Linked DNA regions of Mus musculus: regions 1, 3 and 4 are each linked to region 2. A link is a contact called in public HiChIP or PLAC-seq and Micro-C data. All regions are on one chromosome and are shown on one strand. Each heading gives the region's core, a stretch centred on a gene start, on an enhancer-like site or on the middle of the called end of the contact. The rest is flanking DNA. Distances are from core to core; before and after follow the strand shown.

Region 1 (6,088 bases), core at 3,526-6,025, 330 kb before region 2:
GCTTCACTGTTTTGGGGTCTTATCTTTAAGTCTTTACTTGATTTTGAATTGATTTTTGTACATGATATGATATGATATGATATGATATGATATGATATGATATGTAGATCTTCTTTATGAGAGTGTTTAGGATTTTTTTAAACACTATTTAAAAGAGATTGTCATTTCTCCATATTGTGTCCACAAATGTGGATTTCTCTCTGTCCCTTTTGTCTCCACGTGTGCTTTCATGCTAGTTCATGCTTTGTTCAAATCAAGTGGAGAATGCCTCTGCCTTCACTCCCTGCTGCTGAGACTGCTACGGCTACAAGGAATCTTTTCTGTTGCTATATAAATTTAATTACTTTTGTCCTGTTTCTGAGACAAATGTCACCAAAATTTTGAGAAGAATTGCGTAGCATATACAGATTGCTTTGAGCAGTGTGGGTATTTTAACAACATTGATTCTTCTGATACATGAACACAGGCTCTCTTTCCAGTAAGAGTGTCTCTTCTCCCATTTCTTTTACTGATGTTTTATAGTTCTCAATGTCCAGATCTTTTACCTGCATGGCTAAATCTATTCCCAAGAAATTTCTTTTATTACTTCTGTTGCCTTTGATATTACGAAAGAGGTTGTTTATATAATTTCTTCAATAATTCTTTATTAGTAAGTAGAAATTCTGCCTACTTTATCTTAATTTGGCATTGACAACTTTCCTGAATGCATTAATTGTAATAACTCCGTGATAGCTCTTTATGGTTTTTTTCTCTATAATGTTATATCATTTGCAAACAGGGACAATTTAACTTCTTCCTTTCTACTATTGAATTAAGATTTTTGCAGTTGTTTTTCACCTAATTTAAGGGGTTTGGATGCTAAGCCAGTGAGTATGGGTCTGAGTCTGAATCTGTGAAGGCACAGACATGGATACTAAACCTGCACAGACATGGATACTAAGCCTGATGGTAAGGCAGGTATTTGGGGAAGGTTTAGTGTTTGCATCTGCTGGGATGGGCCTGAAGTCTGGTGCTATGGAAGCTAGCCCGGAATGAAGTGGGCCTTCAGTTTGAGGCTGCAGATGCTGATCTGAGCTCCAGCTCTCTAGAAGTGGACCTGGTGTCTCAGTCTATAGCACTGCGATCGACTGCATCAAGTCTGGACTTTAGGTCCACTGGAACAAGGCTGAAACAGTAAACATGTGTTTTCTGGAGTATGGATTTTTCAGGAAGCATCCGGGAGAATGGAGCTAGCTACACAGACTCAGGAACCTGGGAAGGTTTTAGTTTATATCTGTCAGAACTGGTCCAATGCCTGAGACCAATGGTCTGTACCACTAGTGTGGGGAAAAGTACAAAGCCCGAGGCTTTCTGCTCTAGCCTGGTTTGAGCTCATTCAAAACCAGAATCAGACCTGTCTTCTGGGACTGTCTTCTGCCCTGTACGAAGGAATACTTTCAATAGCCGGTTGGCCCATATCTTACAAATTCAATTTGTAGAGAGACAAGGTTGTATTTTCAACTACTAAATGAATCGGCTCCTTCCAGGTGGTCATCCCATGCTGGTAAATGAAGGCCACACATGGCAGGCCTCAGCAGATTCTCCTGCAAGGATCTGTCCTCGGGCAGCCTGCAGAAGCAGAGTTTCCCAGGTTAGAGTTTCCTGGAGCAATTGAAGATGCAGTACGGACTGTGGACTCTCTTAGTTGAGGTATTTCTGCTGGCTGTCCTTCACTTAATACTCTGCATTTAAATCAGACCACCTAAATGGAAGAGAAACGTTTCCAGCCGCCATCAGTACAGTTGAAAATACAGAGCCAAAAACGAACAGGCCAAAACATAGTTGCTATTTATATTATCTGCTTCCTGGTGGTGTTACATGTGCATAAATACAAAAGTCCTGAAGAAAGGAACAGAAAGCCAGAATGAACATCTGGAAGACATACTCTGAGTCTGCAGTCCATTCGCCTTCCAGTTTCACCCCAGTTCTTTGCACCAGCCAGCCAACCACTTCCCATCCTACGGCACAGCATATACCTAAGGGCCATTACCATCTCTGCAACTGAGAGTGAGATTGTGGGAAGAGACACAAGTTGAGCAAGGGGTAGCCGATCCATTCGGGGGTGAGGGAAAACCTGAGTGTGTATTTTAATGACTCTGAGAATAAAAGCCTTTTCTTTCTCCTCTTATTTTTTTTTAAACTTCTGACCATCAAGGAATGCTCAGAAATGCTTTTGTAATTACATCCCATCATTTCTTGGTACTCTAGAGTATATAGAAAATGACAAAATAATGTCCTACTGTGAAAAACTGAGATGGGAAAACCTTCTGTTCACAGGACCTCTCTGGAATGTCTGTGATTGCAATCACAGATGCAGCTGAAACATCGGAGGATGCTCTGCTGCCTTCCCCCAGCTCAAAGTCACACTTGCTGAATCTACCTTTATAGCCTAGAACAGCCGTCTGCTATCCAAACGGACCTTAAATGGTCACTAAGCAACCAGGAACCTCCCAGATTCACAGCAATTAGAGGCATTTTCATGGTCTTGACAGATGGTTCTAACTCCCTTTCCTCTGCCGAGATTCAATGGGATCAGGAAAATAAGCAGCGGTGGGAATAACCTGAAGTGTTCAGTGGACGGCACCTCAGAGACAAAATGAGTCCGGATGGCTCTCGAAAGCGAGGTGCATCTGTCTTGAAAGAGCAACTTGTGAATTTTCAATGGTTAGAATTAACTCGGGGAATAAGATGCATAATCATAGAGCATGCACCTGTGAACAAAAGCCATCCCAAGAAACCCCAAACCGTCAGGTGGAGAGACACACTGACCCCATCTGTTTGTGGTGTACCATCATTGTGCAACTAGGTAAGGCCTGCCTTTTTTTTGTTTTAAAAAATATATATATATTTTTTTTTTGTTTCACTCCTGACTTCCACTTCCACTCCCTACATTGTAGTGACTTTCTGCAGCATGCTTGGCACGCGTCTTTAAAAACCACACCATGCTCATAAACACTGTACGCATGCCAATTTACACAACATTGTGGTGTGAATACCATTATTGGAAGAACATCATACGTTCGAGCCCTGATCTCACTCTGTGTGCACCAAGTGCATTGCTTGTAATGGCTGTGTTACAGTCCACTGTGCGTGGCTGCCTTTTTCTCTCACTCCTCAGTACAGGCATCAGTCTGATCTCAGTGGATGATATTTCCATCCACACAACACATTGCAGGGCTGTTGCTTCCCTCTCATCCCTGTGGTAGCTTCTGGATCAAGTGAAAGTCAAGGTCTTGGCAGTCTTTCAAGTAAGTCTTGAACTTTGCTATGGAACAGTTGTTCTTGGAAAGTGAAAACGATATACATTAAACTTGATTAGCAAATGTAAGACAGAGCTACCCACAACCTCCATGGTCAACCTGTGAGGCACTGTTCATGTAAAATTGGACTTGGCCAGGAAGAACATTGAGGGATGCTCTTACCTCAGTATTCCTCCAGGCTAAGGAGATTTCTGTAAGGGAAGCGCCATGACCCTGAATTGCACAGTTTGATCATTTAGGGTGAAAGCTGAAGGGGAGGTGAATATTTTTGAAAGGATGCTACTATTCTATCCCTGTGTATCTGAAGTCTAACTTTAGGCCTATGGAGGCTCAAGGCTTGACCTGAGTTAAGAGAAGAGGAGGATGGACGGGTCATAGCAGGAAAGGTGCAGCTCAAGACCTTTGCTCCCCCAATACCGAAATCTGAAAGAGACATCTTCCCAGGACAATGGCCATGATAGGATTGACAAGCTGGGATTTCGTATAAATCTAAATCAAGATCTGGGCCATGTTTCCCATGCTTGGTTGTTGCCATGCTGTTCTTCAGCGTGAGATTAAAACTTTATAGTTTAATATGAGCAAAATGTGGGCATTAGATCAGTCCATAGACATCGGGTATAGGCAAAAAGCGGGACAGGCACGAGAGCAAAGGCGGAACAGTTGGTTTCTTCTCTCAAAGCAGGTACAAAGTAGGGACCTATTCCTTATTGTGGTGTGATCAAAAGAAACACTCGGTTTCTGTCCTAAGTCCTTTGGGATCTCTGGAGTACCTTTTGTATTATGAAGAGGCTAGCTCTGAGGCTCCAATAGCCTCGGGATGGAGGCGGTACCAGAAACATCAGACCATGGTCAGAATCTTAAACGTAGGCCCTACTCCCCAAATCCGGCAAAAGGCAAAAGGCTAGAAACGGGGTCAATCACCCACAGCCAGGGGTGTAAGAGATTGTGTGCCTCCACAAGACCCCCTCGGCACAATTCACAGAATGTGAGCCCACAGGCGTACTGGATTGAGGCTCCCATGGAGAGAGCATAGCAACTTGGTGCTCCCCTCCCACCCATCTCCATATCCTGCCCTGTGTAATTTGCCCCATGCTTCTCTATCGAGAAAGTCGCTCTCTGAGGTTTGTGAATCATTCCAGCAGTTGTTAGTCGAGGTCATGGGAACCCCCAGATCCCGGCAGTCTGGTCCACAAGTGGAAAGCTGACCCTCTGAGGGGTGTCTAAAAGGGAGAGCACTGGGTGGACTGAGCCATGCAGAGTCACGCACGGATGGCTGGAAGTTATCAACCGAGTTAACACCCAGGGCACCCAGTTGGTGTCCAGAGAACTGCAGAACTGATTGTCGCTGGGGTGAAAGTCAATGCATTTAGAAGTGATTTTTGAGCAAAACCAGCTCATCCTCCTGTGTTTAGCAGCTCCTCCTGGGGCTGCACGCCAGCTATCCCTTGCTTCACCCACTCTTATCTCCAGGAAATACTGTCTTTGTTTTGTCTTTCCCAGGCACGAGCCAGCCGCTAGAGTAATGTGGCCTGCAGCTTCACGGTGTCAGGGTCTCAACACTTCCAAATAAAGCTCCCCTTGGACCTCTTCCATCAAACGCTCTTTTGGAACTGAAAACGTTTCCATGGAAATGAATAAAGTGTGAGGATAAATTATTACATTCATAGTTTTGTTTCGTGCAAACAATACATAGCCATAATCATATAGACTCAAAAAGAAAAAAAAAACCCACCTATAGACAAATAGGTTCTTAAAATAACATTTAGCATTCTTTTTTTTTTAATTAGAGTAAAATATGCATAACATAAATTTACTATTTTGGACGTTTTTAAGTGAACAGCTTAGTGGACTTAAGTGCACCATGCACTTAAGTATTGTTCTGGGCTGGCGATATGGAGAGACAGAGAGACAGAGACACGGAGACATGGAGAGAGATGGAGACACGGCCCAGGAGAAAAGAGCTGGGTGTTGGTTTGTTCTCAGTTTGTTCTCATTCTCAGGTTGGAACTCTTGACAGCCTAGCGTTCTCCAGGAACAGTCAATGAACTTCATTTTGGAAGGGCGTTGCTTTAAGTATCTCCTTTACTCCTTGACAACACTGTAGCTGCCTGTAACAGATTTGGATTCCCATCACCCCTGATTCTCCTTTATTTCCCTCCGCGGCCCCTGCTCTCCATTCGTCTTCCCTAGTCTCCTACCTGACTTCATGCTCCTCACACACGTGATCGTGCATGCGGGATAATCTGCCGGGCAGGATTAATTTACCAGTAGTCACACCACTGAAGAGAATTGGCTCTCCTCCCCCAGCAGCTACTTCCTGCCTAAAACTACCCAGGCAGGTGGTTCCAGATAGTTTTTTGCCATTGAATTTCCTTTAGATAAAATCCTGGAAAATGTACTCATGAAGCATTGATTAGCCAATTCCTACAGTGTTTCAGGCACTGAAGTAAAAAGATAGTATATTTAAATGGTTTTAGGGAATAGAATAGACAGACAGACAGACAGACAGACAGATGATAGATGGATAGATAAAACATATGATAATAGACTTGGGAAATTAATATCCTGAAATGCTAACAACTGGGAAATCTAGGTAAATGGCAAGAAGGTCTTTGTGTAATATTTATACCTTTTCTGTAAGTACAAAATTAATTTCAAGATTCTTCAAAAGAACAATACAATAAAGGAGCCAATGAGATGGCTTTGTGAGTGAAGTCACTTTCTGTGCAGATGACTGAACCCCCATAATCCTCTGATTTCCATATGTGTACCCTGGCATACACATTAAC
Region 2 (6,314 bases), core at 2,963-5,462:
TGGTGGCTCACAACCATCCGTAATGAAATCTGATGCTCTCTTCTGGAGTGTCTGAAGACAGCTACAGTGTACTTACATATAATATAATATATATAAAAAAAAAAAGACCCCTGACCTCTTCCAATTAGAGCTTCTGTCCATGCTAAAATCCTTACCTGCAGATTTGGGGCAACCGTCTGAGATGGTCAAGGCCGCCTCCAAGGGGCTGCAGAAGCAGGTGCTGGAATGGCAACTGGACAAACACTCACTGAACACGGAGTTGGAGGAGTTAGAGAGGGAGCCCGAAGCTCCATCACTCAGCTCATAAAACCCTACAAGGAAAAGGATGGCTGGAATTAGGATCCTATCAAGCAATAACACACAAGTATATTAAAAAGAGGCAGGCTGGAAAGATGGCTCAGCACTTAAGAGCACTGACTGCTCTTCCAGAGGTCCTGAGTTCAAATCCCAGCAACCACATGGCGGCTCACAACCATCTGTAATGGAATCCAATACATATGATAAATAAATCTTTTAAAAAATAATAATAATAAAATGACCAGAGGCTGACACATCAAAGAAGAGGAAAGCTCATTTTTGTTTCCAGTTATTTGTGTGTGCAGGAGGGGGGTGTATCACACAAATGGTAGATTTTTAAACAAAATTAAGTATATGGTTTTATTTCAAATATTTCTTAGAGAAGGTAAAAATCATGTAATGCTAGAGACAGTTCAAAGTTCCTTTCATCCTACTTTCTGTCCCATCTTTAAAGGTGTGAAAAAAAAAGGAACCCACATCTGCCAGACCCTCAACTTTACCAGGAATGTTTCAGAAGAAATAACTAATTTCTCTGGGTATGGCTGGGTATGGTGGCTCATGCCTATAATCCCAGCACTCAGAAGGCTGAAGCAGGAGGACGGGAGTGGACTCAAGGCCAGCCTGGGCTACAAAAACAAAAACCACTCAAGTAAATAGTAAGTATAAGAAAAAAGAAACTTAAGGAGCCAAATGGCTTAAAAGAAGGGGAAACTGCAGCCATCTCAGGAAGCTGAAGTGTGACTAATTTTCTAGACCAGATCTGATTTCTCAGGTTTCAAAGGAGGTCTGTTTGTGCTTTCAGAAATCTCAATGGAAGTCTGTAGTTTTAAAACTCAAGGATCACTGGGCAGCTCAACCCCATTATTGAAAATCTTATAGGGTTGAGTTTACTTCCCCCTCCAAGCAAATGAATGGCAGGCTACTGTTCAGTTGTTTTCACACTGGAAACAAACGCTAGATCCACTCGCTGGCTCCCTCACCTGAGCTAGGCCGGCTGTCTGTCTCCAGGTGCTCTTCAGATGTCTTCTCCACATCCAGTCTCAGGTCACTTATCTGCTTGTCAAGTTCTTGCAACTGATTCAACAAACCGGCATCTCTTCTCCTCAAACAATTCTGATTAGAGAGAAGCATGAAAATAAAATTAAATTAAATTATATTAAATTAAATTAAATAAATAAGCAAGCACATAGTGATAAAACCTGAAAGTCCCCCATGGAAGCCACTCCTCTGAGTGTCCCCAAGCCCTTTTAGATCAAAATGCTACTGCATAATCAGAAGGTGAGGCATGGCCTCTATCTTTAGATCTTTCTCAAATTTTTTTTGGTAATATAAACTTTGTTCATTAAAAATAATAACAGGGCTATAGCATGGCTCATGGGTAAAGATGCTTGCTGTCCAGGCCTGGTCATCTGAATTCAGTCCCCTGAACCCAGGACAGAAGGAGAGAAACAGCTCCTGGAATTGGTCCTCAGACCTCCACAAGAACGATGTGCCACACCGATGCACTCATTTGCATACACCAAACACACAATAAATTTTGGATATATATGTGGCTGAGTTGTAGTTCCTTGGTAGAGATCTTGGCTATTGTGCCTGTGTTCGATACCTGGTACTGCAAGGATGGAAAAGATTTGTTTTTAGCTTTCACTAATCTATACAAACTGACTTTTTATAGGTCTGGGCAAGGAATTTGCATAGACTTCGAATCATCTGGTGTGCAGCCAGTTTAAAGAAAGTCCTTCACAGTGGGCTCTTGAAGTCAAAGCAACAGATTTTCTACATTACACTCGAATCTTTCTTAGGTGAGGTTTTCTGGCCAAATGTCATGGCCTACAGAATTTTGTTTTCTATTAGTTGCTTAGTGGGGCTTAATCAGTCTTAAGGCCTTTGAAAGCGAGAAATTAATACTAATAGCCAGCGCCAAGTATAATGTGAGCTGGCAGAATCCAAAACCCTCCAGGGAAAGCCCGTCAAGATTTGAACTCAGCTTGGGTTTCCCAAGGTGACAGACTGGTTGTGCTAACTCACACTGCCATCTAGTGCTCCCCACTGCTGGAAAAGCAAAAGAACTCGAAAGGCATCTGGTTTAAATCAAGAATGCCAAGTCTACAAATGAAAATAGTACCATAAACATTGACTGGAGTGGAATTCTCCTGACACACTGCCTTGCTCCCCTGAAGCGGACAATAGGAATGCGCTGCTCTCTCGATCTTGAGATTCAGGAAGACAAAAAAAAAAAAAAAAAGGTGCTATTGTACAAGACAATACCGAAATGTAAACGACCAGTCACAACCAGAAAGAACTGGCTCAAATTCACGTACATACAATTCTGTTCTTCTACCAAAGAAACAGTAAAAATGCCAAAACAGAGCTATTGCACAAACCACAGCACACATCCTTACAAAATAGATACGTGGTCCTTGCTCACGACCTATGACTTCTGAAAGCTTAGAGACGTAAGCCATATGCTTGTGTGCCAAAAATTGAATTTCATCAGAAAAAAATGAATTAAATAAAAGCACTTTGATGCTCTGTAACTACACAAAAAATCTAGAAAACCGTAATACAAGAAAACACGTGACAACCCACAACATCACTTTCAGGGGGCCATTATATAGCTTAAGTAGTCTAATACAACACGCTGGGATAATAATCTTTTTGCTGTTTCCAAAACTACATTTTGAGGTCACTGAAACAAAGCTGCCGCCATTATTTTGAGGCAGCATCAAAAGCTGTTCTCAACACATGAAGGTCCAAAGTTCTTTTTCTTCCTTGCTAATGAAGACTGCACAGAACGACTGAGACAGTGACAGAAATCCAATAAGATAAATACTCCCAGCGAGCAGGTTCTCTCTTCTCCCACCTCCACCACCAAGCACAGCTGGCGGACCGGATAAAAGAGGAGGGGGCAGGGTCTCCGGCCAAATTGCCAGTATTTGCATCTAGTTTTAGCTGCCTTATACAAAGGACTTCTATTTAAAACTAAGCACCAGCCCAGGCAAAAGAGACTTGCAGGAGAGAAAGCACCGGGTAGGGCACGGCTCCCAGCAGGAGCTTCGCCGTAACCGTAAAACTCAATGTTGGACAGTTAGGCAAGCAACAAGCCTCTTCCTCGCTTTTGTGCGCACCCCCCCCCCTCCTTCCCGGGGAGGGATAACCAGGGAGACCATAAGGTGAAATGGCATTTTAAGTGGGGGTTGCAAACCTCGGAGGAAGGGGGCATGCAGTAGCCTAACTTTAAGGCTGGAACCAAGGGACTCCAAGAATTCCAAATGCAGGATAGATGAGCAGCCACCCCTCCCCGCAATCCGCCAGCTCCTCAGGTGACACAAAGCAGGCATCCGCCAGCAACGCGTGGAAGTCATGGGCAGCGGGCATCCGAGACACCACGGGCTCAGGGAAAATCGAGGTGGGGGTCACGTCGCGGCCAGGGATCCCACAGCCAGAGGCCATCAGCCCACCCTCCAGACAGGCCACCGGCCACCACCTACCAACTGCCTTCGCAGCAGCAAGATGTTCTCTTCCAGGAACTTCTCCTCCAGGCGGCTGCGCTGCGCCGCGTCTCCCCGCAGCTCCCCGGAGCGCGGCGCGACGGTCCCCACGGTCCCGGAGCAGCGCAGCGCACCGCGCACCAGCAGCTCTTGGCGTTGCCGCAGGTACCCCAGCTCCGCCAGCCCCGCCAGCGTGGCCTCCTGGCGCTCGCGGGTACGCTGCCGCTCCGTGTCCGCCTCGCCCCTCTCGCGCCAGCGCCCCTCGGCCTCCGCGCCCCGGCCGGGGCTCAGCGGCTCCGGCTCGCGCGCTGCGTCCGGCTTCATGACCCCCCGAGGCCCCGCCAGCCCGGGAGCAGCAGCACACGCTAGGGCCCCGGCCGCGAGCTCATGCCGCCCGCACTCGCATCCCGCGCTGCTCCCGTCTGCCGCCCCGCAGCTGATAACGCCCCGGCCACGCTACGTCACTCCCGGCCCCGACACCCCGCCTGCTCGCCCGCCCGCCCGCCGCCGCCTCCGCCGGCTCGCGGCGATCAGCTCCTGTCAGGCGCCGGGGCCGCCTGCGCCCCGCCCCGGCCCCGCCCCGGCTCCGCGCCCCCTTTTTCGGTCCTGCGGCACCGCGGTCCCCTCGGCGCCGATTGGCTCGGCTCCATCTCCGGCAGCGGTGGCGGGTGAGGGCCGAGCATCTTGTTACAGCCAGCCCCGAGGGCCGGTCCGCGGGCGCCGTGGCTTTGGGCTCCCGGGACAACTTTCTGAAACTTAACCCCTTCCTCACGTGTCCACGCTCCAAGTCCTCTCCCTTGGCTCTGGGTTTCTTCATCCCAAGCTAATGTCCACTCGGTACTCAGAACACCACTTCTGTAGACTTGGGTTTGGAGGTCGCCTTTGTTTTAAACTCTATTTTGTAACTGGAAGGAAAAAAAAAAAACAAGCAAGGACGTTGTTCTAAAACTCTTTTTGTTTGTTTCAGCTTTTAATCGGAGCTTTGCTGAAGAAGGCCTTTCAAGTCTTACAGAAGGATGCTGTTGTGAGGCCAGCGTTCGCATCAATTCCTATAAAAGCCCAGACTTTATGAGGGGTGGCGTGTGAGCACCTATTGTTTTGTTTTGTTTTGTTTTTTACCGTTCCTTAGCTTCTGTTCACTAGAGCCCTGACTCCGAATCCAGACTGTCTGAATCTGATTCCACGAATAGCAAGTTAAGTGCCCTCCTTGTGCCTCCGTTTACCCAATAGTAAAATGGAGCTAACAGACCAGTCTATTCTAAGAATTACAGTGGCAAACGACGTATAATACATATGCGGTGGTCCAGCACATAAATCTTTAAATAGTTATCTCTCTCCGGGAGGCAGAGGTGGCACATGCTTTTAGTCCCAGCACTTAGTAGGCAGAGGCAGGCAGATCTCAGGGTCGAGGACAGAGAGAGAGAGAACGATATTGTGCTCATGGGGTTTCTTCCCCGACCCCAGGGGAACTTATTTTAGAATTCCCCTAAAATACCATTCAGGATTTGACCTTGTGTCCTTGGGATGCCACTCAGTGGGTATTTCATTGGCTCGGGGATCTATCTGGAAACGCCATTAGCTGGCTTATGGGAGCTGCACCTCATGCCTTGAATCCTAGAACCTCAGAAATTAAATTTAGGGAGTCACAATTTGAGATCATTAAGACAAAGTGTTCTATGAAGGAACACATTTCAGGTCATGACTTCAGAATTTTACACCTTTGCCCAGCTGCTCACTTCAGCAAGGAATTCTCTCTCTTTTTACTCTCTATGTGGTCTAATCTTCCAAGATCAATTTGTTCATGCCCTATGCCCCATACCCGCCCCCCTGCCCCCACTGGTTAACTGCATGAGTGCCTGGTCTTTCTCACACACTATTGTCTGGTTCTCTTTCTGGGCACACACAATCTGTGTGCTTAGGTGTTCCTTGTGTATCTTCTCTCCAGCTACGTCATAAAAGCTCCCTGAAGGCAGGAACTGTTTTAATACCCTCATAGTACCGGTGCTCTCGCTAGGTGCAAGGCCTAGAAGCATGCCACTAATAATTACCAGAGGACACTCCGGAGGATGCAGGATAGTTAGAAATTGTTCTTCTATTAGCATACTTTTAAACGCAATAGTTCCCACTTAATCTCTACAACAAATAGAATTAAGTTGACCTTTATCAAGAAGACGCAAACAAAAGCAAGCACTTCCTTGCCTCACACTCACACCCGTTATCCCCCCCCCCAGCTACACAAGCACCCCCACCCCCTCACCCCCCACCCTGCCTCCTACCTCCCACAGACATAAAATGGAAGACAGCCTTGATTCGTAATTAGCATGATGTAAAAATGGAATCATATTCAGGTGTTCCCAGATGTACAAAGCTTACGGGACACACATTCTTTATGCCTACTGTGTGTCAAACACTACACAAGAGCTAAATTTGCTTCCTAGTTTCAGGAAGACAAATTTAGAATAATGTCCTGCCTTACATGACACAGGCCACTCTCCCAAGTCCTCTGCCATTGTTCCAATCTACTCA
Region 3 (6,436 bases), core at 2,459-4,958, 290 kb before region 2:
GAACTGAACCTGGAGTCTCTGTGAGAGAGGTAAGCACTCTCAATCCTTGAACCATCTCTTCAGCTCTGCACCAGCGTTTCTGTTAGGTTCTGGAAACAGAGAAAGCCAACAAAGACATAAGACCGCAAATCATGTCAACACAGTGTGGAAAGAAAAAATTCATTAGGTAAAAAACAGTTATCTAATTGTGTCAACTGCAAGGGAAAGCCCTCAGGGACCCTACTGTAAAGAAAACAGCATGTCCACCTGGATCCTTAAAAAAGTAGGCCTTGGACAAGAGTCCACATACCCTTGGGGGGAATAGGAGAAAAGGAAAAGTAGCTGAGGAGTATAGTCAAATGGAGGAGGCATTCCAGACAGAAGGATAAGCAAATGCAAATGTAACAAAATATGGGCAAGTACAACTCGCTAGGAGCACTTGGCAGCTCCATAAGGAGCTCAGGTGTATGAGACGAGCCAGAGGGAATGATAGTAGGTGAGTTGTGGATGCAGGCCTAGTCCCTGCCATAAATGGCGGTGCACACAGTCTGGAAACCTTGCCCATCCGTCTCCCCACAGTGGGGGCACTGGAGGAGCCTAGGAATGGAGAGCTGAAGAGTCTGTGATTTGAAATATTAATCTGAAGGGCATGTGGAAATGTGCAAGGCAGATGGAAGGCCCCACTGAAAGCAGAGAAACTGTTCATTTGCCAAGCGTTTTCGGAGCTCCAACTCCACAGGTCCTCTGCAGAGCGGTGAAGGCACCAAACACAGGGAATTGCCTACACAGGAGCACTCAAGCAGGTGTTAGCCGTGTTCCGCACAGCGTGAGAAGGGAAGGAAGGTGGTAACAGAGGGCACTGGACACGGTGCTTAGCTCTCCCGGACTGGGATCCAAACCTCTGCAGAGAGAAGTGAACGGTGGTTAGTGAAAGTCAAAACCAGCTGACACCGGGTCAAGAGCTGCAAACGGCATTCCTCACTGTCTATGGTACCTACAAAACGAAGAGAAACAGGATAAAACTTTGTGTATCTGAGGCTCAAGGGACAAGGGTAGATAGTGAAAAATCCATCCCTGATGAGGACAGAAAGATCTGGGGAATCACATGATCAGACCTGGTTAGATTCAGTACGGATGGATCGCCTAGGTCGGAAAAGTTGAGAGGGTGCGTTAGAGGGTGAAAAGCAAGTTAGCAAGCTGCAGGCATCTGCTTGTTCTCTTCTTGCCCACCACATACCCTTGTCCACCCTCTTTTCCCACCCAGGGATGGCTGCTGCGTGTCCAACATCCGTTTGTGGTCAGGCTTCCAGTTGGATTCAAACTAGGAAACGATGTGGGAAGAGCGATGTGACCATCCTGTTTCTTACTTAGTTTCCACTTCTCTGCCTGTTGTGTTAGCACAGTCTTGTTCACACTCACATCAGGCAGTGTTGGCGTTCCAGGGCCCCTGGCCTGCTTCCTTCTCCTGAGCTGTCCCTTTCCTGCACCATCCTGAATCTCTCAGAACCACTGTATGCACTTTCCATCTAGGAACCGAACCGGCAAGAGAAACCAGCAAGCTACAAGGCACTACGCTAGCCTTGCCGGTTCCCTACACTACGCTCTTAGTTAACAGTCCCTTAGTCCCTTTATTAAATTCTCAAGTCATCCCCCAAACGACGCCAAACCTTTTGGTACCAGGATCCTGACTAATGTAACTACTAAACGCCACCCTCGCTTAAATCCCATTTCTTCACACGTTTTGAACCTTTAAAGGTGTAAGCCACAAATCTTCCCAGAAGAATGGCTAAATCTCCGATGGTTCCTAACACTCACGGTTCTTGTTCAGCTTTTCAAAATAGCAAACTGACCGGCTGAGATGAAATCAGAATTTGAAAAGGAAAAAAAATGTTAAAATTGTTCTACTAACAAGTTTATAACTTAGTTGGGGGGGGGGGTGGAGATAAGCTTGTAAATACACAGCTAACAAAAAAAAAGGCTGATCTTTGGCCTGTCTCCTGAGATTGGAACGTAAGCAAATAGTTCAGACTCGATGAAATCCGCTGTTTCTAATGCTGGATTCCCTAAGGAGGGAAGATGGTGGTGCCTTGAATCTGGCTATCATTTCTGACCCAACTAGGGTAGATCATAGTCCAGGCGTGGCTTTCTGGCATCTGTCTTTGTTTTCAGAGAATGGGTAATGCTATGGAATGAGAAGGCACCTCTAAAAGCATCACTGTAGATACATGCAGTTCCAGGCCAGTTATTCTTTACCTGCACAATTTCTTAAGGCAGAATGTGACGATGTATCAAGGAACAGTAATTGAAAGACATTTTTTACCAAATTGGGCGTTAGTTTTATAAAGAAGGAATAGTCACAAATTTGTATTTCTTTCAGTCAAACCATGCACGTTTTAGTCCCAGGATACTTCTGAGTATGGAAGGACTATTTCTACACCTGCCCCACAGCTGGGTCTCAGGACTGCCTGCATGCTCCCAGCATGCTCTGGGATTAGTTTCCATACCAACCAGTGTAAGAGTGTTCCCACCCCATCTATCCAGTCAGGGAAAGGCACTAATAGAATAGGTACATACGAGGGAGAGCCAGAGCCAGGCTGAATGGCTGTAGTCAGTTATTATAGAGCAGCTTATTCTCTATAGTGTTGTTCTGTGACAAGAGAATGGGAAGTGGAGTGCAGACTGCTTTTTGCTAAGAGCTCGGGGCTCATTCACATATCTTACCACATTATCTCGCCGGCATCCTTCAGTCGCACTTTGCAGACTGGGAAACAAAGGCTTGGGGTAACAGAATGGTAGCCTATGTACAGGGTAGGAGCCTCTAACACCAGATTAGGATTCCAGTGGCTTGCCTCTAAAATTTGCATTTCCTGACACTTCGGCTTTAACTCTTATCTTCATGCTTTTATTAACTGAAACATGGTGGAGAAAGTTACAAAAAAAGGGGGAAAAAAGCACAAAGAACAAGAAGCGGGAAAGCAAGTATATACATTGAACTTGAGGGTTTGTTTTGTTTTGTTTTTTGTTGTTGTTGGTTTTTTGTTTTTTTTTTTAAATCTCACCTAATTTTTTTTCTAGGTGAAAAAAGCAAATTCAGCTTTGGGATAACAGAAATTTAGTCCACTGGCGTGAAACATATTTGTGACTCAAGGAAATAATAATGTGGTATTCAGAAAGTCGTGACTGACAGGCAGAAGGCGGGAAGCCCTGGCAGGTGTGTCCTGATGAAAATGAGCTAAAATGTCAGCTTGCTTTTTAACCTGTCTGGAAGATTCTGCCTTTGGCCTCAGCCTCCGCAGACAGAGAAAACTATGAACTGACCCCAGCGACGGACAAAAATGTATCTCAGGAGACAGAGACCAAGGGCTTGCGAAACACGGCCAAAAGGCTGATGCTGCAGATCACGAGATTTTTCTCATTACATCACTCCATGTAGGGGTGGGGGGGGACGAGACACCATGGACAATGAATGCAGAAATGCCAGAGTCACTTTATGTCCTTGATAGCCTCCTAAAGTTAAACCAATTATTTCAAGTCAACAGCCAGTGACATGCTAGTGCCAGGTGCGTTCTGAACCCAGAGCCTGGGTGCACAGAATCCTCTTCTGAACTTGTGCCTTGGAATTTTGTTGATCTGCCCCATTTACTCAGCATGACGTCCTATGTTCAGAATCTTCTTTGCAGAATAGAATATTGACTTAGGCCTGAGGAAACTCTTGGCCCTTCTCCTGAGGACCACCCTGTGGTTTGTAATTCCTGTTTGCCTGGGTAACACAGACAATATACCTAATATGTAATGCAGGCAACACCTAATATGTAATTAGGCAATGTAATATACATAATACATTTCCAATACAGCTCATCCCAAGGGAGGACAGATCTGAAGCCAGGCTTAAGAGGGCCAGCTGGTAGCTTATGGTGAATATTAGTCTGCTAGTAGCACTTTTCCTGCTGGCGGCAGGCAAGGGCCTTTTCCTGACTTCCAAAACTCCTGTCTATATCAGTACTCAATGTCAACCTTGTCGGAGTATTGAGAGGAGACATTAACAAATACCCATTCAGCTTGATACAGCATGGAGGATAAATACAAAAATATAATGTATACAAGTGAATGAACCCATGAGTTTGCAATAGGAGTGTGGGTCAAGGGCTATTTACAGCACCACAGGTCACTCAAAGGTAACTGTGTCACTAAGAAGCTAACCCCAGCATAGGTGAGCACTCATTAAAGCTGGATTCCTAAGAGCTTCCTGCACAATTTATAGGCAGCTTGGTCAGTGAGAGTCTCCTCTCCATATAATTGCTACTATTCACATAGCCGTAGGGAGGGAACTTGTGAATCTTGTGACTTCAGGGAGCTTCCTAGGCCTTGTTTCATTTGCTTCCTACACCTTGTTAAGTTTCATTTACTTCCTGGGCCTTGTTAAGTTTCATTCACTTCCTGGGCCTTGTTTGTTGCACTTATCACTTATGAGCTCTCCTCCTCCCTTCAGGAGGGAATGTTTCCATTTAGAGGAAAGAGCTACAGAATAGGACTAACTGTCCTCATATAACTTTAGTCTTACACTCTTGACTTCTAATGTTCTCTGGATGTCCGTCTCCATGTGGGACATGCAAGCCTGTTCCTTCACAGTCAGAGAGGCTGCATAAGGGGTGGGGAGAGGAAGAACAGAAACTGGTCACACTGGGGCTTCAACAGGGTTTCATCAGACGTCTGCAATTAAATGGTTTCTAGAAGTACATGGTAAGGGTCTTTCTGCATAGAGTGGATAAATAATTGGATAATTAATTAGAAACAGTGAACTTCAGGAGCATATTTAAGAAGGGTATACACCCTTCAACATTCTTCAACATTGAGTATATTATAAAAACAATTTGGAAAGCACACTTGAACATAATGAAGCCGGAATTCAAACTAATTTTCCTCAGCTTATTAGAATCACGTGTGAGCTAGCCCTTCACAAACTCAGAATGCTACTTCATGAAGTAAAACAATTAAGTGACAGCGCGATTTAAAACACTAGTAGTAAATCTCTACCACGAGCCAACGTCAGGCTGATCTATGCCATTTTACAAGGTGCGAAAGCACAATCTATATGAGACTTCAAACAGCAAGCAAGGCATTTAAAGGATTCTGAAGATCTGTGATTCGTTGCTGCTTTTGGCGCATTGCTAGGAGCACGGGTAATCTTTTTATTATACCCCTGCCTTGTACAGTCTTTAGCAGGCTGCTCTCCATTTATCTGGCATAAACACAGGTCCTCTCCGTGCACTGAAATGATAAACTAGCTGTTACAAAGAGCTGGCTTACCAGACAGAGCGTTCCGACATAGCTAGCACAGTGATTTTTCTGTGGCTTAACATATTTTCAAGAGCAATTCAGCTGCATGCTCATCTCCAACATAAAATTCCTTTCACCAGCTATAAGAAAAAAAATTAATGAAGGAGACAATTGCTTCTGTGGAAGTCCTCATACAAACCTCCCAGGGGGCTATCCCCTTCCCAGCATGCTTTATGGAGTTGCCCAACCTGGCTGCACTAAATCCAAAAATGTATGTTTCTCTGAGCACAATTGCTGATATTGGAAATGTCCCAAGAGTGTTCAATACAAGAATGTATCAAAGCATTAAGATGATCAACCAATTTTCCCTGGCAGAGCACCCAGATACATTAAGATCCTCTCCTCCTGCATTAGCCCAGGTCCCTCCAAAGTCCAAATTGCTATTTCTGGACACTCAATCCTATCCCCAGTCAGTCATTCTCAACCTGTGGGCCATAGCCCCTTTGGTATGAAACAACCCTTGCACAGGAGTCACATATCAGATATCCCGCATCAAAGCATTAAGCATTAGTTATATTGCAATTCATAACTGTAGCAAAATTACATTTATGAAGAAGCAACAGAAATAATTTTATGGGTGTGGCTCACCACAACATGAAGAACTTTATTAAAGGGTCAGAGAATTAGGAAGGTTAAGAACCGCTGTCCTAGAAGCACCCCCACACACAGACCACCCTCTCAATGTGAATCAACAACTGCATTTTGTTGATCTAAGTAAAGGAACATCCAGGCAGTCAAAGGGGCAGATCTGATCTTACAGGATCCCAGGATGCTTACCTATGGAAGACCAGGGAGCATAACACCTCCACTACTGTAGTGGAACTTTCTAGACCTGCCAGCAGTATAAATAATGGCATAGAAGGGTTTTAATATTTTAAAACTTAGACCTTTTAGCTAGGGCAGACTCCCAGCTACCCTAGACTTATCCTGATTAATCCAGGCACTTCTTGCTGCCATGTGGCTAGCTCTGCTCCACTCTGGTCCATCCATTCACCTCTGTGTCTACTGGCACAATCTTTTGCAATTCATTTCTTCTCCTAGCATCTCTCTCTCTCTCTCTCTCTCTCTCTCTCTCTCTCTCTCTCTCTCTCTCTCTCTTTCTCTCTCTCCAGAAGTTCCA
Region 4 (6,662 bases), core at 2,420-4,919, 420 kb before region 2:
GATGCTTTTTACCGAGGACCAAGACCTGGTTCCCACCATCACATTGGGTGGCCTATAACTGTCTAATCTCCAGTTCCCATAGTTCCATCTCTCCTCCATTTTTAAACCTCCTACACATAGAGCACATACATACTCAAGCCCACACACATACACATAAAAAAAAAAACAAATTTTTTAACATGAACATAGCAAAAAGACTCTCCACCATAATCAAGTTAGTTTCATCCCAGAGATGCATGTATAGCTCAGTATATAAAAATCAATACATATAATCCATCTTATAAATAGACTTGAAGACAGATGATAATCTCATTAGATACAGACGATATCTTAAAAAAAATTTAACAGCCCTTCAGGATAAAAACAAGTTGGTGCATCTCTCAACTTCATCAAAGAAGCTTGTTTTTACCATAGATAGTGATTAACACAGAACCCACAACTGGTCAGTGTGTAGAATAAGAGACTGTGTAGTCCTTGCCTCTAAATAGGACATCTGTATTATATTCCCTTCCCACAAGGGCCAGGAATCCTTGTAAAAGAGGGGGTGGAGAGGCCAAGAGAGATATGGGCAATGAAACAGTATTCTCCATACACAGCGGTGCCATAACATCTATGAACTCACAGTAGCTGTGTGTGTATTCACAAACCTGCACAGGATGCAGCAAGCCAGAATTCCAGCACTGGTGGGGGAGGGGCTTACAAAGTCCCATCCTAGCTGAGGAGCTATTGGCCATTGATGAGTTCTGGGGAGGGAGCTTCAGTTCCCTTCTGAAACGTGTCTCCTGAGAGATTACCCATGCTCTGGTAGATGGTCCTGCACCTGATCACATACAGATAGCACTAAGTTTTCACAGTGTGTGTGTGTGTGTGTGTGTGTGTGTGTGTGTGTGTGTTTTAAAATCAAAGAGCACATGAAGTTGGGAGGGAAAAGAGGAGGCAGGAAGATAGGGAAGAAATTGGAGGGGACGGAATGGGTGGTAGATTTGTATGAAATTCTCAAACAATTTTTAAAAAACCCTTACATACATCTTGTCTTAAAATGATACCAAAATTGCTCAAATGTAAAAACAAAATAGCTCCAATATAACCTTACTAGGAAAAATCATATGCCATAGTAACAAGCATTATGACTGTGCATATTTCTTTCTTTTCCCTTTTGTGTCCCAAATTCATCCTCACAGGTTAGAATTCTCCAAGACGCTGGGTAATCTGAACACAGGAAGCCATACAATGAAAAGAGCTGTGAGACTCACTCAAAATGTCCTGGACTTTGCACTTAATATAACTGTATGGGAATTCAGGAGAGTGTTCGATAGGAAAAAGGAAGGAATTATTGCATAGTGCTTGCTAAGTCAAGGGCTATTGTGTGATTATGAGACAGTCTGTAAAAGATAACATTCACTTTCTCCAATATCAATTCTATTTTTAATTTATTCTTTTGCTTTATTTACATATATTTATTCTTCTCTCATACAATACATCCCAACTATAGCCTCCCCTCTCTCACCTCCTCCTAAGCCACTTATCTCCCATTTTTCCCAGATCCACTGTCTTTCTGTTTCCCTAAGAAGGGCCTCCGGTGATATCAACAGAACTTGGCATAGCAATATGCAATAAGACGAGGCATATTCCCTCATATCAAGGCTAGATGTAGGAGGAAATAAATTCCACAGGCAGGCAAAAGAGTGAAGACACAGCCCCACTCCCATTGTTAGGAGTCCAACAAAAATCTCAAGCTGAAGAACCGCCACCAGCTTGAAGTTTTACCAGATCTTGAAGAAAAGGGAACCTTCTGTGTCCAGATGTGGTTCTGAGACTAAGTCCGGCTCGAAGGGGCATTGCTGTGTGCAACTTTAACGGGTTGCTTTTACGTCCCTTTATTCTTTTACCTTTATTTTTTATTTTTTTGAAATTAAAATATGATTACATTCTTTTCACCCTTCTTGTCCTTCCCTCCAACCTTTTCCACCTACCCTTTGTGCTCTCTCTATCTCTCTCACATTTATAAACTTTATTTCTTTTATTATATATATATACATATATATAAAATATTTATTTTGTAGGATAAATATTTGTGTATATGATTTCAGATCTGACCATTTGGTACTGGGTTACCGGTTGGAGGATTACACCTCTCAGCCTTCCTCAGTTGCCTGTAGTTGAGGCTCCATGAGATTTCTCTATAATTTTTAAAGTTTTTATATGTATGTGTTCTTCCTGCATCTCTGTTTGTGTACCAAGTGCAAGCCTACGCCCTTGGGGGATCAGAAGAGGGTATTGATTGTATCCCTTAGAGCTGGAGTTACACATGGTTGTGAGCCTCCCGAGGTGGGTGATAGGAGCTGAACTCAGGTCCTCTAGAAAAGCAGCATGTGTTCTTACCCACTGAGACTTCTCTTGAGTCCCTAGACTTGTCTTTCAAGTGTAAGAAGTGTGTCTGACACCATATTTTTCCTACCTGACTTCAACTGAGGGTGAGATGCTGAGTTGCTATGGACCATGGGAATGAATAAAGCGTTTGAGAGATGGTGCAAAACCAAGATTGGTGCCTGAGTCCTTTCAAACCTTAAGAATCAAGTCTCCTAAACCCTCACATCCTGCTTATTCCAGACTGACATGCAAGAGCAAAATACACCTCTCCCTAACTATTCAAAGCACTGTTATTGTGGACAGCTGAAAACAAACACCAATTCACATGTGTAAGATTGTATCTTAATGTAGCTTGGCAAGCCATGAGCCTACAAATGCACAGGAATTAAATTATTTTTCCTATAAATTCATGATGAGAAACAATTGTATTATTTTTAAAACTTTATTATTGTGTATTAAATGGATTATTCCCAAACTGAGAAATGTTATATGTATTTATATGGATTTCAAGAAAGCCCTTTATACATGTTCTTTTGTTTCCACCCTGCTATAAAAGCAATGCTTCTCAAGCACTTTAACTGATGGCTTGCAACATTGTTTTTTCCAAACAGAAACATTTCACTTTCAAAATGAAGAGACTGTCAAATGCCATTTAAGAGCCCCAAATGGTTTACATCAAATCTACACATTTGGAGTTGAGAGTTCTTTTAGCATGCTGAAGAAATAAGTTTGAAAACCAAACAGCATGAATGCACAAATGCTAAATATAAGTTCTTAGAAACAATAGCACATAAAAAAGCTTGACTCTCTCCCCATTTAAATTCCAAAATTTAAAATCAACCTTTTCTGTCTTCTTTTGTACAAACAGCCACAGTGCCAATTGCAGGCGTGACGCAGCTGTTTGGCATCAGGCTGGGCCAGTTTCGCTCCTTTGCTTAAGAACTTTGGCTGATCTCTCAGGCTCCGCTGGAGTCCCCACAGCTTTTCAGCTAAGATCCTTAAACAAAGGGCTTTGTTGCTTTTGTTACCAAAAAACCATAAAACAAAAAAGTAAAAGTGAGAAAGCCACTGAATTCTGCTTAAACTGTTGCCTCTAATCTCAGGATTGCCACAGAAATGAACAACCAAAAGTATCATTGACTCAACAATACTTATTTTTAAGGATCTATATCCTTGTACGCTGAGGTATGAAAGGGTGTGTTCTGGAATCCCTCACCTCCACACACACAAAGAGGTAGAAAAATCTGGACAGTGATTCAGACTGGAGACTGGCTTGCCTGGGGGCCACGTGGAGAGAAGAAGGTCGTCAGTCAACCAGGAAGAGGGTCATCAAAGTGAAGTTATGTGTCAAGGACTGTATCCTCACTCCATGGAGATCAAATTCCCACTTAAAGCAGCATTTCTAACCTCCGATCTGCCCGTGACGCTGAGCTGGCACTGCTAGACAGGCACTGGGGTCTCAGGAACTCAGAAATTAGGCATTATTTATTATACAAATATGACCCCAATTCCTAGCCAGGGTCATACAGAAGTGTTTGTAGCTCATTTCATACTGTATTCAGATTACATTTCATCTTAGCCATCACATCCATCTTTTCTTTCTTTGAAACCATATCTAGCTGTTCTGGTCTAAGACCTGGGTTAGACAAACCGCAGGGGGTCTTCTGACCTGAAGGTATCTTTAAAAGCCTCTTATCTTGGTGATAAGTGTTCTGCCTTGCTTTCATTCTGTCAGACGCCATCAATAAAGGTCAAGACTAATTCTACTTGCTAGTGCAGGTAATTGTAATGGGAACACAACTGCATGCTCTTCTCTTTTACATAGCCACAAGCTTTCCAAGTCATACTGGGTAACCAATCAATACCTAGTTGATTAACACATAAGCTGCCCTTATCTGAGAGCTTGTTTGGAGGTTCTAGTGAGGGAGTGAAGCAATTCATATTCATATTCCCTTGCCCAAAGTCTGGTCCTCCCTCTATTCACGAAAAGTCATCCTCTTCAGCCCAGCATGAAGCCTTGGAAGGTAGACACACGCAGTGGTAAGGGAGGAAGGGGACAACGGCCTAGCCATTCCGATCAGCTCAATCAATCCTGGCAATCAATGGTGTCACATCCAGATCACCTTCACATCCTGTTCTCTAGATCCGTTTGGAAAACAATGAGCTTGTTCCAGCTCCAAAGCTAAGAGTGTCATCAGAGAGCACCTGACCCCAGTGAGAGCTCTCCTGCTTACCTGACATCCTCACCAATGTGTTTGTCTTGGTTATCCAGTGTGGTACCCCAAGTATGATCTGTTTTCTTCAGGAGACTCACTGAGATCAATGTTAGACACTAGAAAAGGTCCTTTGTGTCTCCTCAGGTGGCTGTTGTGGGCCTCTACAAGATGAAGAATTGAATAGACAAGAGCTAAAACCAGATGACTCTTTAATCCCATGAGTCCATCTGTTTTGGATCCTAGAAATAAGCCTTCTTAGTGTCATGGAACACAAAACAACATTGGACCCCTACATGCACCAATGTGATGGAACTGTGAACTGAAGTCCTGGAAAAGGCACACCCATGTTGAAGAATCTGCAGTCTGATTGGCTGATCAGAACTCCTCAATTGTGGAGAGTTGAAATGTTAATCAAGAGCCAAAACTATCTTAGGCTACTTTTAGTTCCCTTAATAACTATCACCTACCTCCATTTCTGGCCTATCATCCTTATTAACTTAGCTTCTACTAAACCAAAAGATAAGCATGTTTCCCGACAGCCTCTGAAACCGAGGGCAGAGATTGCCCTGTTTCGCTTACCCTCACCTCTATGACATGCCACCGACGTGTTTAGTAAATCCATTGATTTATGACTTCCTTTTATTTTGTGATTATAGAAGTTTCTGTAGCCATTTCTACAGCAGAATACATCACTCAGGACAAACTGAACTTGTATTCCCAAGCCATGGTCACTCGTATTTGGCCAAGAGTGATTTCTACTGCATTTGGCAGGGAGAGGAACAGAAAACTCCGGTTGCAATTTGTTTCTATGTGAGACATTCCCCCCCCCCCTCATTTTCTGTTAATAGTTTATTATATCACCTCATTCTGGAAAATCTAACATTTTAATTAAAGTACACATATATCAAGGCTCACACACACAATCACAAAATGTGTAGTTTCTAATCATTTACTTTCCAGCCTCTGAGCACATGTCCTTGAGCTTGATCATTTTCTTTAAATTCTACTTCTCCTCTCCCAGATTCATTAACGTAGAGATTTTGTGGTCTTATTAATTTGCTTACATTTCAGATAAGGGTGAAAGTAGTTAAGAAAGGTAGTTTCTTGTCAGAGTCTATGATTTCTGTACTACATTGATGCAAGCTGCACCCATGAAGGAAGTAAGAGAAACACTCACACTTCTGATTGAGTGTTCTGCTGACCTGGTGTATAATAAATTTTATGCAACTGCATTTTCCTGCAACTTGGGCTTCATTGTAGAAGGAGTGGAAAGAGACTGTGTCATAAAGACAGGTAAATAAACTAACATATTTATTTGAAAAGGAAACCTCTAGCTGTAATCTATTTCTATACTGGTGCGTTTTGGTGGTTTGAAGCATCTGTGATCCTTGGGATATCGACTTTAATATGCCCCCTTTAGGGGTTTCTATTCATTTGAACTGTAGCTGAAATGAGGCTTTGTTTCTTATGGAAGAAAGTGATGGGCGCACAACACTGATCTGACTGGGGAGGCTAAATCAAAACCAGGGGTCTTGTTGAAGAACTTTCCTAGGAATCTAGCTCACCCTTCCGGTTCCTTGTCTGAATGTTTTAGAGCCAGATGTCTTCAGAAAGAGGGCTTGATCCAATCATACTGAGGAGCACAGTGGGACCAGGGAAGGAGAACCGGAAAAGAACTCTAGGTTGATCGTCCATCAAGTTCACCAAGTTACGCAAACCAATGAACTGTACAGACCTTCAGGCCAATAGGAAACATCTCTCCAGCAACAAGCTATGTTGGACTCACTCTTCCAGTTCTGGAACGTCCCACAAGCCTCCTTAATGGGCAACTTAGGTTATGCCTATTGTCTTTGTAAACCCTGATGGCTCAGTGGACGATAAACTATCTTAGAATTACATACTTTTGGAAGACTACAGTGACTTTGAACCTTTGCATCATAGAGTTTTTATATAAAGTTGAATTAGATTCCATATAAATATGTCAACATCTTTAAGGCCTGGATCTCAGATGTTGCTTAGAACCCATGCATCCAAAGCGTGATCTCTAGAAGGTGGAGCTGAGCTGGAGGAGGCAAT

What was found. Hi-C and Micro-C count contacts between places; a contact is called where the count stands out from the background. HiChIP or PLAC-seq counts read pairs in DNA pulled down with a chosen protein or histone mark.
Region 1: a contact with region 2 is called in a Micro-C map of granulosa cells, with 2.9 times the contacts expected there. The contact joins the enhancer-like site here to the promoter of Dact1 in region 2. A contact is called at or near these places in 6 of 39 promoter capture datasets (the 3T3-L1 cell line, the HPC-7 cell line, cranial neural crest and 3 more), 7 of 484 Hi-C or Micro-C datasets (cerebellar granule neurons, cerebellum, cerebral cortex and 4 more), 11 of 115 datasets of contacts at active chromatin or transcription factors (bone marrow-derived macrophages, cardiomyocytes, craniofacial prominence and 8 more) and 2 of 9 other capture datasets (embryonic stem cells and pancreatic islet).
Region 3: an H3K4me3 HiChIP or PLAC-seq map of embryonic basal ganglia shows a contact between it and region 2, with 4 times the contacts expected there. The contact joins the enhancer-like site here to the promoter of Dact1 in region 2. A contact is called at or near these places in 6 of 39 promoter capture datasets (the HPC-7 cell line, cranial neural crest, embryonic stem cells and 3 more), 2 of 484 Hi-C or Micro-C datasets (bone marrow-derived macrophages and uterus), 14 of 115 datasets of contacts at active chromatin or transcription factors (craniofacial prominence, embryonic basal ganglia, embryonic forebrain and 7 more) and 4 of 9 other capture datasets (adipose tissue, embryonic stem cells, liver and 1 more).
Region 4: a contact with region 2 is called in an H3K4me3 HiChIP or PLAC-seq map of embryonic basal ganglia, with 8 times the contacts expected there. The contact joins the enhancer-like site here to the promoter of Dact1 in region 2. A contact is called at or near these places in 16 of 39 promoter capture datasets (the 3T3-L1 cell line, 3T3-L1-derived adipocytes, the C10 cell line and 11 more), 1 of 15 datasets of contacts at CTCF or cohesin (the NIH/3T3 cell line), 25 of 484 Hi-C or Micro-C datasets (the BV-2 cell line, the C2C12 cell line, the P5424 cell line and 12 more), 14 of 115 datasets of contacts at active chromatin or transcription factors (bone marrow-derived macrophages, craniofacial prominence, embryonic basal ganglia and 8 more) and 3 of 9 other capture datasets (adipose tissue, liver and pancreatic islet).

What each region holds. Positions count from the first base shown.
Region 1 is chr12:71,638,873-71,644,960 of GRCm38.p6, reverse strand. The region is part of intron 2 of 9630002D21Rik (a long non-coding RNA gene); the gene reads right to left. Among named protein-coding and RNA genes, the nearest start is that of Gm46356, 12 kb to the right of the region's middle. Within about 2 kb of position 4,775, at least 8 of the 459 cell types and tissues checked have an H3K27ac peak or open chromatin away from gene starts, as enhancers often do. A contact at or near this core is called in granulosa cells, where this site is marked.
Region 2 is chr12:71,307,782-71,314,095 of GRCm38.p6, reverse strand. It overlaps Dact1 (dishevelled-binding antagonist of beta-catenin 1), which reads right to left and starts at 4,212. Exons shown (of 4, transcript NM_021532.4): 1 at 3,789-4,212; 2 at 1,278-1,410; 3 at 156-311. The coding sequence starts at 4,112. It also overlaps a transcript of 2700049A03Rik not described here.
Region 3 is chr12:71,597,618-71,604,053 of GRCm38.p6, reverse strand. The region is part of intron 2 of 9630002D21Rik (a long non-coding RNA gene); the gene reads right to left. Among named protein-coding and RNA genes, the nearest start is that of 9630002D21Rik, 23 kb to the right of the region's middle. Within about 2 kb of position 3,708, at least 6 of the 459 cell types and tissues checked have an H3K27ac peak or open chromatin away from gene starts, as enhancers often do. A contact at or near this core is called in adipose tissue and embryonic basal ganglia, where this site is marked.
Region 4 is chr12:71,722,493-71,729,154 of GRCm38.p6, reverse strand. No RefSeq gene overlaps it. Among named protein-coding and RNA genes, the nearest start is that of Gm46356, 96 kb to the right of the region's middle. Within about 2 kb of position 3,669, at least 19 of the 459 cell types and tissues checked have an H3K27ac peak or open chromatin away from gene starts, as enhancers often do. A contact at or near this core is called in trophoblast stem cells and uterus, where this site is marked.